Linked DNA regions of Mus musculus: region 1 is linked to region 2. Evidence: chromatin contacts called from public Hi-C data. All regions are on one chromosome and are shown on one strand. The core of a region is the stretch at or near the end of the contact, and the rest is flanking DNA. Distances in the headings are between cores, read along the strand shown. Region 1 holds the start of Chrdl2 (chordin-like 2). Region 2 overlaps Neu3 (neuraminidase 3).

What was found. A called contact is a pair of places that touch in the nucleus more often than the background predicts.
Region 1: a contact with region 2 is called in a Hi-C map of liver, with 3 times the contacts expected there. The contact joins the promoter of Chrdl2 here to the enhancer-like site in region 2. A contact is called at or near these places in 3 of 39 promoter capture datasets (the C10 cell line, embryonic stem cells and trophoblast stem cells), 6 of 484 Hi-C or Micro-C datasets (the Ba/F3 cell line, embryonic stem cells, large pre-B cells and 3 more) and 4 of 9 other capture datasets (adipose tissue, liver, macrophages and 1 more).

Annotation. Positions count from the first base shown.
Region 1 is chr7:100,002,379-100,008,979 of GRCm38.p6, reverse strand. Chrdl2 (chordin-like 2) reads right to left here and starts at 2,576. Exons shown (of 11, transcript NM_133709.3): 1 at 2,333-2,576. The coding sequence starts at 2,414.
Region 2 is chr7:99,804,588-99,811,706 of GRCm38.p6, reverse strand. It overlaps Neu3 (neuraminidase 3), which reads left to right. Exons shown (of 3, transcript NM_016720.2): 3 at 1-268. Among named protein-coding and RNA genes, the nearest start is that of Neu3, 20 kb to the left of the region's middle. Within about 2 kb of position 4,291, at least 5 of the 459 cell types and tissues checked have an H3K27ac peak or open chromatin away from gene starts, as enhancers often do. A contact at or near this core is called in liver, where this site is marked.

The DNA.
Region 1 (6,601 bases), core at 1,327-3,826, 200 kb before region 2:
GTCAGAAATGAGGCCAGAGCCTCCAGCCTCAGGTGGAACTGGGGATCAGTCAGTGGTGAGTGTCAGACAGTTAGGGCTCAGTGTGGCTTAGCTTGGACTCAGTATGGATCTGCAGGTGGAAGTAGAGCCAGAGAGAATAAATAACCTTTGCCGACCGAGCATCCTTGGACTTCAGGTAAGGAGTATGCCAAAACCCCGGCTCACTTGCCCTAGACATACTTAACGGTGTGGCTGGCTTGGACCTAAGAACACCCATCTGTTGGCACCATTTGTAAAAGCACTTTGGATGTCACCAGGGGACTTCTTACACACCACAGGCTTGAGATCTCTCTTACCCTAAGACAAGAGCTTTCATGCAAGACCTTAAAATAGGATACCAGCAGGAGACTTGCAAAATTCTTAGACCTACAGCACCAATCATCATTAGGTTCAGAGATACGGGATGTGTCCCAATTCCCACGGCCAACAAATGACGGGACCTGGGTTAGGATCTAGGTCTCTGTTCCTTCCTTTGTGGCCTTGTAGCAGACCCTCCTTCAGATGAACTGTGAAAGGAGATAATCCGATAGTAGACACAGAAGAGAAAGCTCTTTCAGCCATGACACCACCAGGATCTTAATGCTCCTCCCAGAATGCCAGGCCACCTCGCTTTAGTGATAGTCATTTTCTTGAGTGTCTGGGGTTCTGTATTTATGGGGGAGGTAGCCAACTGAAGAACCTAGTGACAGAAACAGACAGGAAGGCTCTTGGAGGCACAGAGGAGGGGAGGTCAGAAAGGGAGCTGGTCACCAGGTAGAATTTTCTGGAAGAGGTGTCTGAATTGTTGAAGGTGGTCATGGTGGGCAGACGGGGGCTTTGAGTACTTCTGAGCCATCATCAGAGTGGTTCACCCAGGGCAATGGTATTGGAAAGGAAGCTGCAGGGCCAGGGTCAAGTCCAGGGCAGGCATGGCAGTCCTCTGAGACTAAGTCTCCTTCAGTGGACAGCAGGCAGGCTAGGAGGAAACTCTCAGGGCTTAAGGAAGGAGGGGGTATTTACTGAATATTTGACAGTATGCATCTGAAAGCATCACTCCCTTTAGTCCTCCCCCACATCCTTAGACCTTGGTTAGTAGCTCTTGTTTGCCGATGAAGAAACTGAAGTTCACAGAAGTTTGAAAAATGACTCAGGTGTAAGAGGCAGTCAGGAATTGAAGCCAAGTCTGAGCTCTCTGTGTTGTCTTATGAGACATGAGGGTGTCCATAATTCTCATGCCACTGACAGGCTAGGGGACGTCAGACAGACATGCAACATTTCCATTCCCAGAAGCAGGACAGAATCTAGCCTCACTAGCTCCACAAAGCCAGTAGCCAGTCAGAAGCAGAGCTGGCAGGTGGAGCCAAGCCTGGAAAAGGTTGTCAGCTAGGGGGTGGGGACCTGGGTCTTCAAGTTTGGTGGCCTGGAGCAAACTACTGTCCTTGTTGGGCTCTGTTTCTTTATTGGGGAGGTTCAGAAGGAGTCACCAGCATAAGGAGGGGCAGTTAGGAAACAGAGGCTGTGGTCCTGCATAACCTACTGTTTGAAGTGGAAACTCTGGGGGCTTAGGCAGCTGATACACTTTGATGAGGCCACCTTGTAGCATCTCTATACAAGCTGCTCTGCCTGCTCCCTGTCATTTAATACATTTAACGGCTTTAAGAGGCTCCTATTTTATAGATTAGAAAAGAGATGGTGAGGTGCCCTCCGTGTCTGACCCATCAGCTGGCACACAGTGAGGCTGGGAAGATGAAGAACCTCATCTTTTTTCACCACGCCCCGATGCCTTCCAGTCTCACAGCCCCACATCGGGGTGTCTCCCAGACGCTGTAAAGGCAGGATTTGGAATTAGACTCTTGGCTTTGGATAGCTTACCAGCTTCGGAAACTTTCTTCTCTTTGCCCTGCCGATTTTACTCATCAATTAAATGTAATGATGACACCTCATGGAGTGTTGTGAGTATCAAAAGCGATAATGGACTCCACTTTGTTCATCTTTCAGCCCAGGAGCTCATCAGCCTTTCCGTCTTTCACACTCAACACATCAGGCTGCTGGGAGTAAAGTCCCTTCCCACAATGCACACTGCTCTTCCCCCAGCAGCACCCCAGAAAGAAACTCTGCCAAACTTTTCTCCCCCCAAGACTCACCAGCCCACACTGGTCATGGAGCAACATCTACCCCTGCTATGCAGGTGCTGCCTGGATAAATGCAAGCGTTAAGGGGTCCCCAGGTCCTAACTAACATCTTCCAGCAAAGTACATCCCACTGGTTCGCATCCCTCCCCTGCCTGCCCAGACTTTGCCTGGTTTCTACTTACGGGATAGTGCTTGCGAGTCCAACGGGAGCCAGAACATCACGAGTCCCAGCAAAGAGGGGATGATCCTCACCCCGGGAACCATCCTTCCTTGTCCCAAGGTCAGACAACCCCGGGATGAGCCGGGAGAAAGTGAGATAAGGACACAAGTAAGTCCTCAGAGGACCAAGTAGGACCGCTGCTTGAGGAGTCGGAAAAGCAAAGATGAAGAGGAGCCAAGGACAGGAGAGGTCTAAGGTGAGGATGAGAGGACGGTGGGGAGGGGACGAGGAGAAGAGAGAGAGAGAGAGAGAGAGAGAGAGAGAGAGAGAGAGAGAGAGAGAGAGAGAGAGAGAGAGAGAGAGAGAAATTAGTTGGGGAAATGAAGAAAAAGGCTATGGCAGAGAGGGAGAAGGTGCTAGCTAGAGAACCGGGATCTGCGGGGTGCGGTCACCGGGGTGCAGTGTCCCTGTGGCGCTGGCTGGCGGCGGCGCGGCGGCGCGGGGTCCGGCGCGGGTCTGGGGCGCGGTGGGGCGACAAGACCCTCGGTGGCGGCGCGGGGGAGGTTGAGCGCTGCCGCTGTGCACGCCTCGGGCGCCAGACGCCGCGCTCGGGCGCATTTGTACTTTGCCGCGGGAAGCCTGCAGCCCTGGGCCGCCCTAATGCTGGCGCCTCCTCTGAGGCACCGCGAGCTCGTGGATTGGCCACGAGAAACAAGCCCATTTCTCCCCCTCCCCTTTAGTGCAGGGCTGGGAACCTTCGCTCCAGGCAAGGCGCCGAGTGGAGACGAGGGGGCTGGGGAGGGGGAAGGGGGCCACAGACGCCCCGGGTTTTAACCCCTGGCTCCCCGCGGTACGCAGCCTGCAAGGGGAACCAACCCAGTTAGATTTCAGATGAAACTGAGTGGGGAAGGTCATAGTACGGGTCTGGGAATCTCAGGATTGGGTATTTGGTGGGGGAGTGCAGAGACACTTGCCATTTTGAACACAGTCTGTGTGCTTGCACATAGCGCCTAGGAGAAAGGTTTTCTCTCCAGCACTAAGATAATGATTTGAGTTACTTTAAAAGTCTTCAATATCGTCCTGCAAATGTCGCAAAGGATTAAATAAGATTTGGAACATCAAAGCACTTCAACTTTGGAGGAAAGCCATTTCAGGTACCTGGAATCTCCCATTGGCAGGTGGTGGTCCTAGGCATCATCCCCAGATGAGAGGTAGCTTTGCTATGGAGTCACTGCTGCTACCACTTACCAAGCAGCCCAGGATGAACTCTTTCTACAGGCGAGGCCCCACTGCTCTGCATGCGCCAGTGACAGCCAGGGTCAGAGCTTTGTCCTTTCACCAGAAGGTGAGCACGCTGATCCAGAACCCCAGCAGCCTGGGCAGGCTGTTGCTCCAGACCTCATGTTAGGTGAGCTCCTGAACTAATAGGACCCTAAGAAAAGAACAAGCTCTGTCCACCCCAGAGCACACAGGCTCTGCAATGAGAGGGCAGACTCAAGGTGCTGGCGCCATCCACAGCTTGCTGGGCCACTGTGGGCAAACACAGTCGTCCTGGCTTTGGACCTTGATTCCTGAGCATCTCTTACACAGCTACCAGTGTCTCAGACCAGGACAGGTGTAAGGATGGAGAAGTGGCAGGCCACACCCCATTCCAGGTTATCTGACTGGCAGGGTTAAGGCTGCACTCCTCACGCCAAGTGAGCAGTGGGAGGAACCAGTGACCAAGAAAGCCCCTACTCAGGGCTCTCAGAGTGAAGACAAACATGAGCTCCTTCCAGTCCTCCTCTGACTTAGGTTCTCCTTGTCAAAGCTCTCCTCCACTCCACCCTCCTGGATACAGTGTTTGCTAAGAAGTAATCTCCCCCCCCCCCCCCGTCTCTGCTAATGTGTGCTCTGTACCTGTCTTGATGTCTAAGGTTGCCAAAGGTGGGCTCATTGGGTTCTAAACCCTGTTCATTCTGCTTTCCTGAAGGGTCTCTGCCACCTCAGCTTTCCTCAGAGCTCTGGTGTCTTCAGTCCTTACTCACAGTCCTTTCCCACAGCCTGTCTTCAGGTCTCCTGTCCCTGGTCCAGGCGTTCCAATGTATTTTCCCCCACACTCTCCACAAGAGTTGTGCTGATCATTTCAACGACAAACCAGATGCCCCCTTGCCCCCCTTGAACCCATTCTGGCCATCTTGGAACTCGTATGATTAAGATGTATAACATTCAGCATTGACTTTAAGTCTGTGCACATTTGACTCCTGACTCCTTTCTGTCACCGTCACCCACTCTACCCACCCTGTACCCACCCTACACCCCCTACACCCACTCTGTACCCACTCTACCCACCAGTATCCTCCTACCCCCTCCACCTTTACCAACCACTCGCCTCCCCCAAGTGCCCATGCATTTCACACCTCTGTATCGTTGTACACATTTTCCTTCTGCAAGAAGATCAGTTTCCTTCTGCTTCTAAATCTTGGGCCATGAGCAAAGTAGACCAGGATTTTCTGACTGAGTCTCATCTCCACTCCTGTCTTGCCAAGTTGCACCAACTGGCTTTGGCGATCCTCCGGCCTCAGCTTCCTTGTGACTAGAAAAGTAGGTATGTACCCTTGTTCTGCAACTTGTGACTTCGAGCTGCTTGTTTATTTTTGCCGTGTGTCTCTCTCGTGTGCACACTTGTACACTATGTGCACACCTGTATTTGGTGCACACGTTCCCGCACTTGCACGTTGTGACCAGATGAGGGCAGTCGTTGTCTTGCTAGATCACTTTCCACCTTATTTGAGTCTACCTGTATGGGAAAGAATCTAGTACCCAGCTAGCCAGCCCCAAGGATTCTCCTCTCACTTTCCACAACAGACAATGCTGGAGTTACAGGCTTTAAGACACACACACACACACACACACACACACACACACACACACACTTTTTATTTTTATGTGAGTGCAAGGGGTTTGAACTCATGAACTCAGGTTCTTATGTTTGTCCAACAAGCTCCCCATGATGTTAACTGACAGTCTTCCTACCTCTCCCTCTAAGTGCTGTGGCTGCGGATGCACTGCCACACTCAGTTGGGGAGTGGACAGGGCCTCCTGTGTGCCAGGGACACACATAACTTAGCTACACCCCCTCTGAGGCTTCACTGAGTCTCCCAGGCAAAGATTTTTTTTTAAGGGTTGGGGATCAAACTTAGGGCTCGCTACATGTTAAACAAGGGCTCCTGAGTTCTCTGTCTTTGTGTGGAGTGTAAATATGTATTTGTGTCATCACCCTGCACTGTGAGAAAGTTGCCCTTTTCACATCTATGAAAATGAGTATTATGCAAACTTGTGATATACAATGACACTGAATAAACATGGCTGAGTGTATGAGCAAGAACATGAATGATTTCGAAAGGCATTACACTTTCATCTGAATACACGAGACACCCATTGCTCTCAGCCTTCATCACTAAGAAACACAAGTGTTCCGTGCTAGAGTTCTTGCCAAGCACGTGCAAGGCCTTGGGTTTGACCTCAGCACACATTGCTATAGTCTACTTTAAAAAGTCTCCCCAATCCTTAAAAACACTAATGCTTTCACAGTCTCCAATATCTTAACCGTAAGCTCCTATAAATGTCAAAACCATGTGACACACTTCCAACATAACCAAGTAGATATTCATATTCCAAAGGAGAAAAAAATAAGGCCAAAGAAAATGAGCAACCACAGCAAAGTATAATCAATCCAATCCGATCGAGAAAACAGCAAATCGTGAAGCTCCACAGACCACCATCTGGAATCTTCTGAGCTCTATAGAGCAAAACTCATTTGAGGAATACTTTCTTTTTTAATGTCCTATCACTTTAATATGACAATATAGATTTACAACACTTAATCACTAATATTATATCAGCTGATGTTATATTACATGATAAGCAGAAGAAAGAAAACCACAAATATCGATCTGATGTGTTTACAAATTCTTAATAACAGGTAGGACATAAACATTCCTATCAACTACTACAGTTCTCACTCCTGCAGCAGGGATGATGGCTTCCTTGTGGCTGCACAAATGGAAACCCTCTCCTCATCCGTCCCCATCTACAGTCTTTAGCTCTTTCCAAAAGACCACATGCAATTAGGGCAGAGTTCCATAACACTGGTTGGAAGAGGAGACTGGATATTCAGGAGAGGTTCCCATGACCCTTCCTGTCCGTGCCTATGAGGCTCAGATGTGATGATCTTTGGCAGAGCCCCTGGAGATGGTGACGGTTTGGCTCAGAGAATAGTCAGTCCTGTACAGTGCCTCGAGCCGGTTCC
Region 2 (7,119 bases), core at 3,042-5,541:
TGTAGGTGCTAGGACAGAACATAAAATATTGACTGGGCTTATCTATATGAAACTTCATTGTTAACTTTTACACAAGAATTATGGTTTTTAACTTTCAGTGAACCTGCGGAGCTAGTGACAGAAGAGAAATGTCTAGTTAGATAACTACTCTTAATGGAAATTCACATAAACATCTGTTGCCATCTTCTTTTTGAATTTATGTTTAAACTTGTGAATGTTTGAATTAGACACTACGCGAGCACATAGAAAATAAAGAACTAAGCGTGAACAGCTTGGAGTGAGTTAGATAGTTTCAATAGTTTTCCCTCCATTTTTCTTTTCTCTTGGAAATAAGGATTAGAACCCCTTTTTAAAGTGTCTCCTTTCTTTTTCTTCCAAAAAGTGACTTTCCCTAGCTGACAAGGAGTTAAACCCTCAGCTTTAGGTGCTCAGCCTGTGGAGAAAAGAACAAGGACCTCTTTTAAGTGACAGGTGTCAACTTGCCAAGAGACCTGCAACTTTTAGCCTCAAGAGTAACTTAAAGTCAAAATTGGTAAATGTTATTATAGAAAGCACACAATCTCTCACAAGACCAATTCTTGTCCCCCACCCCGACACCCCACCCTTCCATCCCCAACCCCACCCCATCACACCACCACACCCCATCACCACACCGATGCTCTTTGCTCTCTATCCTCAGCTACCTCCCAAAGAGAACCAGAGCTCAGAGCTGATCTCCATCCACCTAGGTTGGGCCTGGTCTTACAGTGTAAGATGTCCCAAGCCTAAAGCCAAGCTGTGACATGTGGGGTTCTCATTTTACCAGTATTTCCCTTTTGTCCCTGGTTGGATTCTCCATGACTGCTACTCCTCCATGACTCCAAGGGAGATGCTGAGCTCATAATGTTCTGAGTGTGTCTTACCTGACTCTGTGATGCCAGACACATCACTGTATTCATAAACACTGCCATCACTTAGAGCAATAGTTCTCAACGTGTGGGTTATGACTGCTTTCACAGAGGTCACCTAAGACCATCAGAAAATAAAATTCATAACAGTAGCAAAATTACAGTTATGTAGTAGCAACAAAATTATTTTATGGCTGGGGGGTCACCACAACGTGAGGAACTATATTAAGGGGTTGTAGCATTAGGATGGTTGAGAATTGCTGACTTAGAAAAATTAAATATGCTTAAAGGTCTTCATTCCATTGATTAATGATTTTTTTTTCCCCCCGAGGCAGGTTTTCTCTGTATAGCTCTGGCTGTCCTGGAACAAACTTTGTTGACCAGGCTGGCTTCGAAGTCAGAAATCCGCCTGCCTCTGCCTCCCAAGTGCTGGGATTAAAGGCGTGTGCCACCACCGCCCAGCTCGATTAACGATTTTTTTTTGAAACAGGGTTTCTTTGTGTAGGCCTGGCTGTCCTGGAACTTGCTCTGTAAGCCAAGCTGGCCTCGAACCCACAGAGATCCACCTGGCTCTGTCTGGATGCTAGGATTAAAGGCAGGCACCACCACCACCCAGTAATTCTTGATCTTGACTGCTAAGGAAACTGAAATGGTCATTTTCTTAATATCTATTAATAGTTCATAGTCAACATTTTTCAAAAAGTAAATTTGAGCCAACTTATTCTTTTCAGAGAACTCTTTAGAAAACGTTAATACTCTTTTGTAGTTTCATACAAGGTTGTTTAATCAGCGAGAGGGAAACAGAGCCAGGACTACTGTGGCTGGTTTGTGAGCAAGAGATACCCATGAGCATGTATGTGAAGAGCCTGGCCATGCAGTGACCACTGACTGCAGCTCCAGGTCTGGCCACTGCATATCTTACTGTGTTTTCAAAAGACTGAATTACTGTCAAACTGGCTGAAGAGTCCCGGTGTTCCAGTAAGAAGGTGATGCCTTTAAGTTCACTGCTGATGTTAAAGCATGCATGCCAGTGAGCTGTTTAGCTGCTGCTGGGCTTCACCAACTAATTCAGTAGGACTCCTTAAATTCTCTCAGCGAGTCTGTGTGCTCTCTGAAATTCACTTTAGGAAAGGCTTCGAGTAAGCTTAGCAATTTTCATAATACTGAGATGTTCCCAAGGACAAAAGTAACGTCCAGAGAATACTAGTTTACCTTTTCAGTAGTTTTATAATAATTGTTTACATAATCATTTAAAGCAAGAAATCTGATGTCTTCTATTTTTGCATTTTTATTACATTGGTCCGTGTTGGACCTGTTGTCTTGAGAGGAATACTCAAAACTCTACAAGCCTTGGCGGTCCCATTTGTTTACCTCATCTGAGATTTTTATCAGGACTTAGTAAACATTTAACTAATAGCAAAGTTTTGTAAGCTACCTTAGACATAAATACCCAACTTTACCCATCAGTAAAGTTGATCCTTGGAATGTTCCAAGCATTGTAAATAGTTTATTCAACATGGTTACTCCAATTATAAGCCACTGTTATAACAAAATGGGGCACAAACCCCCCACAGCCTGAGCATATGCTTAACCCACCTCCTCAAGGCAGCGAGAGGGAGGGGTGGGGGGGTAGATCGGATTGACCAGGGAGTCCTCAGAAGAGCTTAGCAGTGTGGAGAGCAGGGCAGGAGTCACCGTTATCCTACCACTGTCTTCACTGTCCTCAGCATGGGCAACATTTGATGGCGGAGTGTGGACAATGAGGTAATGAAGGGACAAGGCAGGGCCCCTGACAGGGCACTCCCAGGTGTCTGTGGCAGTGTGTGTCACATGACACTTCCTCTCAGAATCGCAGGCTAGTGGAGTTGCTTTCCAACCTCTAAGAGCCTACTTAAAAAACAAAACAAAACCCAAAACAATTATTTATTTTATTTACTTTTATTTTGTGCTTCTCCCTTAAGGGATTCCATGATCTCACTTCTGATTCTCTTTCCAGTTGTTAACAAAACCTATCTTTAGGGTGACTCTGGGTCTTGGATTGTAGGTTGAGGATGGAGAGATGGCTCTCCAGTTTATTCAATATGTAGTGTGTGGAAGTCTGTGTGAGGGTATCTGATTAGAGACAGTTGTGAGATGCCATGTGGGTACTTGGAATTGAACCTGGGTCTTCTTGAAGATCAGCCAGGGCTCTTAACCTTAGAGTCAACTCTCCAGCTCCAGAACCTGCCATCCAAGACCCACAGTCATCCTAAAGATAGGTGTTATTGTCAACTGGAAAGAGAATAAGAACTGAGGACATGGACCCCTTTAGGGAGAAACATAGACGTGGGTAGCAGGAGAGGCAGTGCCGTGCCAGCCAAGCAGCCTGCAGGCACCAGGCAGCTCTAGGAGCCACAGAGTGGACGGAAATCTTGTTTTATGCAACACTGCCTCTGCCATTCTTCATTGCTGGCTCAGTCTCTGGAGCTGTATGTAGGAGCCATACAGAGGAAACAACACTGAGAGAGAATTCAGCTGTGTGAGAATACAGAAAACAAGCCTCACCAGGCCTCATGAAACCTTCACCAGATATCCAAGCTACTGGCACTTTAATCTTGAACTTCCCCATCTCAAGAACAGAACAGTGACCCAGGAATTATTGTTGCATATGAACTTTTCAGTCCAAGGCACTGTAATAAAATCACAGCAGGCTGAACTAAGAGGTAAATTAACTGATTATTATGTTTTGTATAAGTTAGTGCTGGAGATTAATACAGCATCAGTAGTTAGTCCTTAGCCAGCTGTTTCCCAAATAATCACACAAAGACCTTTTAATATTTCAAAGCTTAGGCCTAGCTGGGCAGACTCTTAACTAGCTCATATAAGTTAACCCAACCACTTAGTCCCATCCAGGCCCATAGTCACATCTGTCCCCTCCTATGTCTCCTAGTGAAAAGGCTGTCCTCCTCCTTCCCAGAGTTCCTTTCTCCCTCTCAGGAAGTCCCACCTTCCACTTCCTGCCCAGCTAATTGACCATCAGATTTTTGTTAAAGTCAGAGTATACCTAAGGTGAGGAAAGACAGAGATACAATTTCACACAGTGTACCCCAACATACCCCCTTTTTAGTCCAATAAAGGCTTTTTTGTTTGTTTGTTTTTCAAGACAGTGTTTCTCTGTGTAGCCCTGGCTGTCCTGGAACTCACTCTGTAGACCAGTCTGGACTCAAACTCAGAAATCCGCCTGCCTCTGCCTCCCAAGTGCTGGGATTAAAGGCGTGCGCCACCACCACCCGGCCAATAAAGGCTTTTTATCTCATAAAAAACAATATGCAATAAAAATGACAAGAACTATCAGGTAATGAAGAATAAAGTTACTGAACTCTTCCTCACCTCAGAGCTCGACCCCTTCCCATCTAGAAACTGTTCCCGGAACACTACTGAACTCTTCACCCCAGAATGCATTCCTGAACTTCTCACCCTAGAGTTCGAACCCTCCCAACTAAAAACTGTTCCAAGAACATTTTTGAGATAAGGGCCTCCTGGAACAACCTCAAAATGAACTGGGTACATTGCCAAATGATAGGACATGACCCCTTAGTTACGTAGATTCCCTTGGCAAAACCCCTTGCCCCTTGGCAGAACCCCTTAGTGATGTAAACTTGTACTTTCCCTGCCCAGCTCTCCCCCCTTGAGTTTTCCTATATAAGCCTGTGAAAAATTCTGGCTGGTCGTCGATTCTCCTCTACACCATACTAGGTGCATGAGTTTCGACCCCAGAGCTCTGGTTTATGTTCCATGTGCTTGCTTTCTTGCTGTTGCTCTATTAAATCTTGCCTTCTACATTTTGAGTACGGTCTCAGTGTCTTCTTGGGTCCGCGGCTGTCCCGGGGCTTGAGTGCTTGAGTGGGGGTCTCCCTTCGGGGGTCCTTCAGTAAGAATACATTCACAATGTTCAGTCCATTTTACTTGGCAATCTTTGAAGAGAGAACTCTAGTATTTATCCTATCTTGATGTGCTCAGTTCTAACTCCGTTTCCATTCTAATTTGCATTACCAACCTAAAACATCTGTTTATATTTTCCTACAACTTTCATAAGGCATCCCCTGGACCTTCCAGCCTTCATTTACCATCCTTAAAACATCTCCTTAGACCCGAAAACATTTTCTTAGATCCTTCACAACTTAAACTTACAGCAAGACTATGATTATCTAGTTTTCATCCCCAACAGAGACTTGTAAGGAAAGAAATATCTGCGTATGCAGAAGCAGACAGACGTTTCGCTAATAGTTTGCAATAGCAGCTGTAAAAGGGCTGGAACTAAACCTGGAATATTCAAATGAGCTGCAAGGCACATCTGTATAAGAGTTGACACATACATGTGTTATATTGTCACAAAATTAACTTTAAATTTTGTATCAATATACAAAGATTCATACCTATGAAAACCTGAAATCTATATAAATATGCAACATGTTGTGCCAGTGTAACAAAAATAACCTATCTGAGAATATCAATAGCTCTGAAGTTGAAGAGTAGATTCAATAATCTACCCTTTTAGTCTATTATTTCTATATGATAATTCTATATTCCCCCTTACTTCTCAACACCCTTCCCTTTATCTAAGAAAGATAAAAGATAAGAAGGAGAGAGAAGAGGAAAGGAAAGATGTAACTCCCTGGGTTGAAGCGCCCTATTTTGCTTCCTCCCTGTCCAAGATCATAATTATTTGTAATCACCCCCCCCCCAAGTGACATACAAGCTTTTACAAGTAATACCCAGTTCTGTATCAATATATGTAAGGAATGTGCAAGGTTTACAAGTCTGTTAACAATTATCTTCTTTTTGTTTGAGCATGTGAAAAACATCTCTGTGTTTTTAGTATGATTACATAACCAAACTGTAATAAAAGTCTCCATTCATGTCATCCGAAAGGATGATGTGTAATAATAATTTATGTTGGCCATGTGAGCTGAAGTTCTAGCTGGAGACATATATGTCCCAGCCAATTTCAGAGTTGTTTCAATAGAGGGTTTTGCATTATACATTACCGGGTTGTTTGGTCCTTGTAATTTTTTCCTTTCTTGCTGCAGCCAAGATCTATGGGAGATTTCCCTCTATAAAATCTGATTCTTACTATTTTGCATGGAATCCAAAGCCCCTTTTCCTTTTCTGTTGACACAAATAAAGAGCCCCTCTCCCCACATGACATATTTTTTTTTGTCTCACAGTTTGAAGTCATTATCAATATAGACTGATCCAATCAGTCAACTCCATTTTGACCTCTCTCAAAGAGGAAGTACAATGTCACTATCACCGTTGGCAATATAACCATTTTCATATTACTAAATCAGAACAAGACTGTGTGGAGTCCAAATATCCTCCTCTACAATGGCATATGTTTATTATTATTTATAGAGACAGGGTTTCTCTGTGTAGTTGGGCTGTCCTGGATTTGCTTTGTAGACCAGGCTGGCCTTGAACTCACAAAGGAACCTACCTGTCTCTGTCTTTGTCTCCCAAGTACTGGGATCAAAGGCATGAGTTTATTTAGTACCTATGTACCCTTGAAAACATTTATGTCAATTTTTAATCTCCCTTTCCTTTCTCTGGAGATTACTTTTTATGTAGATATATCTGTATATTTTTTTCATTTAATTTAACATTATTCCCTGTGTTCAATTTTATTTAAACGCCTTTCCATCTTAATGTCCAGGCATGCCCTCAAGCATATTGTACTTGCTCAGAGGTCTTGGCCTGGGTTATGCATTTCATGCTAGGCTGAGTTCCACTAGTTCTCCTGTGGGAGTCAAGTCCGATATTCCAAGGAGACAGACTGGTTGCTCAGAGTGGCATGGAATTTTACCTCATGTTTGCTCTCATGAGCATAGCTTTTCTTTAGCTGTTGTATAAAAGCAAAGCAACTCTGCTTCCACCCCAGTTCTGGGTCCTTACAGTGACTAGTAGAATATATCTCCCCTAGAGCAAAATGCTTTTGGCAACAGAAAAAGCATAATCTTTCTCGTTGAAATTATAAACATACCTGATGTGGATAAATATAACATACATATATTTACATAAACAAGAATTTACACAGTACCTTTAAGGAAAAAATGTGACATTTTGGATTTTAGACTAACCCTAACCCCAATCTTGTCAGCAGGGGGTCCCACCCAGACTTCACTGTGTAGACCTCACTGGTCTAGAGTTTACAGAGACCTGCCCGTCTCTGTCTCCTGTGTGCTGGGATTAAAAG